2 separate regions of the Sus scrofa genome follow, and region 1 is linked to region 2. A link is a contact called in public HiChIP or PLAC-seq data. All regions are on one chromosome and are shown on one strand. Each heading gives the region's core, a stretch centred on a gene start, on an enhancer-like site or on the middle of the called end of the contact. The rest is flanking DNA. Distances are from core to core; before and after follow the strand shown.

Region 1 (2,867 bases), core at 297-2,796, 260 kb before region 2:
TACTAAAGCCGAGGAGATGTGTTTTTGTGAAACTCCCAGCTCATATTTTCATTGTGAAGTAAGGGAGATGGACTGGGTGGGCCCTCTCTCCAGTTTTTTAGCAGACTCTGATTCTGGGAAACAGAATGGAATTAAAAAGAGCCTCTGCTTCTCTGTCAGAAGACACCATGTTGAGTCTCAGCTCCCCAACTCCAGATTTCCTGTTCTGTAAAACTTGATTCATCCATTAATTTTTTTTTTTTTGAGTGTCTGAGGGTCGAGGATTCAGCCATGAACAAGAAAGACATGGCCCCTGCCTACCCAGTTAAGAAAGGCAGATGAGAAGTTCCCGTCGTGTCACAGTGGTTAACAAATCTGACCAGAGCCATGAGGTTGTGGGTTCGATCCCTGGCCTTGCTCAGTGGGTTAAGGATCCAGTGTTGCCCTGAGCTGTGGTGTAGGTCACAGACACGGCTCAGATCTGGCGTGTCTGTGGCTGTGGTGTAGGCCGGCAGCTGTAGCTCCAATTGGACCCCTAGCCTGGGAACCTCTATATGCCGTGGGTGTGGCCCTGAAAAGCAAAAAGAAAAAAAAGAAAGAAAAGCAGTTGACGTTTATATTGTGGGATTGTTCTAATGAAGCGACTAGAGTGGGCCAAGTATTAAGTATATGTTCAAGTCTCATACAGAATCAAAATATGATGATCTTAACAGGATTCCAATTTTTGCCAAATCCAATGACAGAAAAAAAGTTACCCGTCTTGCTATATTTGGGCAAAGCCTGATCGTGTCAACCTTGCATGCAGCTCTCTGGACTCTCCCCCCCTTTCCCTGTAAAGGAAGCATGGGATCATCAATGATATGATCCTGGGGATACCAGTACCGCCTGGGTGCTGAGGCCAGGTCCCTAGCCCACTCTGGCAGGCCTCCAGTCAAAAGCCATTAGGCTGGGAGTCCGGACACCTGGGCTTTCCAGATCTCAAGTTGTCTGCGCGATTCCAAAGGACCTTGCGCTGCTCAGCCTTCAGTTTCCTCATTTGTGAAAGGCAGGCTACCTCTAGGAGAAAGCCATCTCCCACCGCTTTTGTGAAATATGCATGGGATCACTTAGCATCGGGCCGGGCTCAGGGAGGCCAAACGCCAGAGGGCTGGTGAGGGTCCCCTAAGGTTCCATCTGGAGCCGGACCACTCAGCCGGGCTGAGTGGGGCTGGCAAAAGCAGCGGGGACCAGGCGGCCCAGTCTTGGCCCCTCATCCCAGCCCTTGTTTGGTGGCTCTGGGTGAGGTCACTGGGGCGGCCCTACTGGCTGTTCTGCATTGGAGGGGGGGAGTGGGGTTCTGGACCGTCTCAGACGGCCCTGGGGAGCTTCTAGATTGACCGAGTAGACGGAGCCCACAAGTGCCAGGGACCATGGCATCCGTGCCCAGAAAGCTGGGCGCCGCTGCGGGGGGGTGGGGGTCACGTGACGGGCGCGGGGGCGGGCGGGGGCGGGGTCTGGCGCGCGCGCGGCTCCGCGGGTGACAGGGCGGGCGGGAAGGGGCGGGGCCGCCGGGGGGGGAGGCGGGCGGGCGGGAGGGGAGGAGTGGAGATGGCGGCGGCGGCGGCGGCTCAGGGGGGCGGGGGCGGGGAGCCCCGGGGAGCCGATGGGGTCGGCCCTGGGGTCCCGGGGGAAGTGGAGATAGTAAAGGGGCAGCCGTTCGACGTGGGCCCGCGCTACACGCAGCTGCAATACATCGGCGAGGGCGCGTACGGCATGGTCAGGTGAGGGGCGTTCCAGGGGAGGGGGCGTCTTAGAGGAGGGCGATCCCAGGGAGGGGTGCTGAGAGCTCTCTAAGGCCTTGGGGTCTCTGAGCATCGTGAAGCCGCAGGGGCTTCGGGAGGCTGGAGAGCGCCCCAGGGAGAGGGCCTTGGAGTGCTTTCTGGGGGAGGGGGCGCTGCCTACGATCTAAGAAGAGGGGGGCTTGGGGGGTTTTGAGGGGAACCTTCTCTAATGAAGGGAAGGGCCTCTAGGTGGGGGAGCTGTGGGGACCTTGGGCAGTCTATAGCCACAGGGCGAAGAGAAGAGAATAAGTCTTCTGGGGGAGGTCATATCCTTGGTGAAAACGGCAGGAAGGACCCTTCCCAGGGAAAGGGCGCCTGGGATCTGCCCCCCGGGAGTCGAATCTAGGAGTTTGGGAGAGAAGAGCAGAGCTCAGGGCTGGACAGGGTGGGGCAGGGCTTTGGGCCTGGGGCCAGGGACCCAGTGAGCAATGAGGGGGTCCCGGAGTGCCTTCTTGCAACTTTCAGGAGGGCTCTGTGAGTTCTCCCAGCCCCACTGGGGGCCCTGGGCCTTTGTTCATCAGGGATTAGCTCTGCTGCCCGGGAACCTCCCCCTGACACCCGCCCCTGCTGCATCCCTTCTCTCCCATCCCTCCTTCTTCCTGGATTCGCCTCCCTGTATGTCCCTCACACCTCCCGCCCCTGGCCCTGTCTTGGGTAGAGGGAGCCCATCCGGGGAAGGGGAGGATGAGGGGTGAGGGCCACTAGAATGGAAAGGGTTGAGGAGAAGGGAAGTCAGCGATCGGTCAGTCCCTTCCTCTGTTTGTGAAGTCACTGAAGGGCTGCCTGGCTGGTCCCCAGCTTTCTCCCTGGAGATCCCAGGCCTTCACAGCAGGAAGGAACCAGCATTGTTTATGACTGGCTCTGGCCAGTCTCTCCTGCTCCCTCCCCTCCCTGCCAAGGCCTGGGTGGGGCCCGCCGCCGGGCCTGGACTCCCCCCGCTTGGTAAGGCCACACCACCAACATCTCTCCGGCCCTCTCAGCTCAGCTTACGACCATGTGCGCAAGACTCGAGTGGCCATCAAGAAAATCAGCCCTTTTGAGCATCAGACCTACTGCCAGCGGACCTTG
Region 2 (2,700 bases), core at 190-2,689:
GGGCTTCAGAGTCCCGGGCAGGCAGGCAGGAGATCCCTCCTCTCGCGCGCGCAGGGCTGCCTGGTCCTCCTCCCACGCGAAGCTCTCCTACAACCCAAGGACCCACCTCCTCTGCTAAGTACCACCCCCTGCTCCCTGGTAACCAGGAGAGGCTTTTCTCCCTCCTCCCAGGGAGTGGCTCCCTGTCCTCCTCCTCGGAAGCCACCCTCCCTCCCAACCAGCCAAGGCCAGGCCACCTCCATCGCAGGCCGGCCCTCCCTCCCCACCCGCCCGCCCAGTGGGCGGCCGAGGCCCTGTGCACACCGGGAGAAGCTCTTGCCACAGTGGGAGCAGTTGTAGGGCTTGTGCACAGCGCCGTCATGTGAGCGCACGTGGTAGCTCATGCGGTCCTTGCGCTTGAAGCGCTGCTGGCACACCGGGCACTGGTAGGGCTTCTCGTCCGAGTGCGACAGCTTGTGTCGGTTCAGGTGGTAGACGTCGCGGAAGGCCTTGCCGCACATCTCGCAGGCGTGGTTCTTCCGGATGCGCTTTCCCGAGGCGGTCGTGGTGACCACGCCGCCGGCGGCCACTGCGGCCGCTCCGCCGCCGGCACCAGCTTCTCCCCCTCCCCCGCCTGCCCCGCTCAACTGGGGCACGCTCAGGAGGCTCAGGGGCACCATGGTGGGCATCTTCATAGCACCCGAGGGGACCCGGCCGGCTTTGGCTCCCGTGTGGATGGCCTCGTGCCTCCGGAGGTTGTAGCCGTTCTTGAACTCCTTAGCGCACAGAGCACAGATGTAGGGCCCCTTGCTCTTTGTCTTCTTCTCCAAGGCAGATGCAACCGGGGCCACGGCGACCGTCGAGGTTGGGGCTACGACGGCGGTGGCCGCGGCTGCGGCGATGGTGGCGGCAGAGACAGGGGGCGCGGCCTCCGCGGCGGGCGCCGACACTGGCGGGGGCGGCGGAGGGGGCGCCGGGGGCTGCTTCAGAGCCGCTGTGTCCACAGTGGAGGCGGCGGCCGGGGCCGGGGGCGCAGCAGCAACGGCGGCGGCGGCGGCGGCGGCAGCAGCGGCGGCCGCGGCCGCGGCGGACTCCTGGGCGGCGGCGAGAACCGGGAGCAAGTCCACCTGGAGGGGCTCGGCCGCCGGGGCCTGGGGCGTGGGTGGGGGCGCCGGCGCGGCCTGCGAAGACAAGGCGCCGTGTGGGCCGCGGCCGCGAGTCGGCGCCCTCCCGGCCCGGCCGGCCCCTACTCACCTGGAATGGACTCTGGGCGCAGCCCTGGGAGGCAAAGAAGCGGGACTGGAGCTCAGCCCCGACCTGCAGGGGGTTCTGGGCGTGACCCTGAGGTGGCGGGAAGGAGTTCATGAGGCCGCCCACCCCCCGGGAGTCCAGGCCCAGCACGGGGAAGGGGGGGCCAGCAGCGTGCAAGGGAACACGGGGAACATGGCCTCGGCCACGGCGGGGCCCCCGGGGCTCAGCGGGGGCCGGGGGCGCGGGCCGCGCGGGGCCCGGGCTCGGGGCGCCGCCCCCGGCCGGCCGGGCTGGGCCGCGCCGAACGCATGGCCCGCGGGCCGCCCCGCCGCCCGCGCACCCCGGCCGGCGGGAGGGAGGGAAGGAGGGCGCCTGGCGGGCCGCGGAACGCGGCGGCGACGGCGGCGGCGACGCCCCCTGGGTGGGGGCGGGAGGCCCCGCGGGGCCGGGGGCCGGGGGCGGGGGCCCGGGCGGCGGCGGCGGCGGCGGCGGTTGGAGCCTGGCGGGGCGGGGTGGGGGGAGCGAGGGAGCAGCCTCGGCCCCGCCGCGCGCGCGCCCAGCCGGCGCCTCGGGGAGGGCGGGGGAGGGCGCGAGGGAGGGAGGGGGACAGCTGCGCGCGCACCGGGCGCGCGGAGGGGGGGGTGGGACGGGAGGGAGGGCGGGCGGGAGGGGTGTGGGAAGGGGGGTGGGGGCGGGGGGAGGGGGTTGTTACCTGGAAGATGAAGCTGCTCCAGTTGCCGGGATCCATGGCGGAGGGAGGGAGGGAGGTGGCTCGCGCTCACCCTGGGGCGGGAGGAGGAGGAGGCGGCGGTGGGGGAGGGGGAACCCGGGGAGGAGGCGCGCGGGGCGGGCGGGAGGGGGGAGGAGGAGGAGGGTGGGGGAGCGGAGCACACTGCGCGCGGGGAGGGCGGGCGGGGGGCGCGAGGACACACAAGAGGCTGGAGCGGGCGCGAGCGCGAGCGCGCGCGAGGCCAGCGGGAGGGGGAAGGTACGAGAGGGACTCTGGCGGGAGGAGGGACGGGGGAGCCACCCGGCAGCCGGAGTCGCCCCAAGCGCGAGACCCCTGAGACGGCCGCTGATTGGCTGACGATGGCGCAGGTGGTGGGCGCGCGGGAGACGGGGCGGCTTCTCTTCCCCCCCTCAAAGATTCCACCCCCCTTCTCCCTCCGCCAGCGGCCGTTATTTCGCGCGCACGCGCGCAAACTCGCCGTCGTTGCCGAGCGGGAGAATAGGGGAGCGCGCGCCAGGGGTACGAACGGGGCGGGGTCAATCGCTAAGCGCGCGCCCGCCTAACGGTCGTCGTCCTCGGGTTTTCGCGGGAGCTTTTTGTTTCCTCTCGGCCACCGTCCTTTCTGCCTCCTCTCTCCAGCGGTTTATTTACAATCCTGCGCTGCTTCGTGTTTTCCCAAAGATGGCGCCCAAAGAAGTTAGCCCGCGGCGCCTGTGGCCCGGCCCAAAGGCAGTGATACC

What was found. HiChIP or PLAC-seq counts read pairs in DNA pulled down with a chosen protein or histone mark.
Region 1: a contact with region 2 is called in an H3K27ac HiChIP or PLAC-seq map of alveolar macrophages. The contact joins the promoter of MAPK3 here to the promoter of MAZ in region 2. A contact is called at or near these places in 2 of 47 Hi-C or Micro-C datasets (heart right ventricle and liver) and 1 of 2 datasets of contacts at active chromatin or transcription factors (alveolar macrophages).

What each region holds. Positions count from the first base shown.
Region 1 is chr3:18,298,089-18,300,955 of Sscrofa11.1, reverse strand. It overlaps MAPK3 (mitogen-activated protein kinase 3), which reads left to right and starts at 1,546. Exons shown (of 9, transcript XM_021088019.1): 1 at 1,546-1,739; 2 at 2,780-2,867. The coding sequence starts at 1,567.
Region 2 is chr3:18,041,771-18,044,470 of Sscrofa11.1, reverse strand. MAZ (myc-associated zinc finger protein) reads right to left here and starts at 1,439. Exons shown (of 7, transcript XM_003354553.4): 1 at 1,397-1,439; 2 at 1,234-1,394; 3 at 304-1,160. The coding sequence starts at 1,424.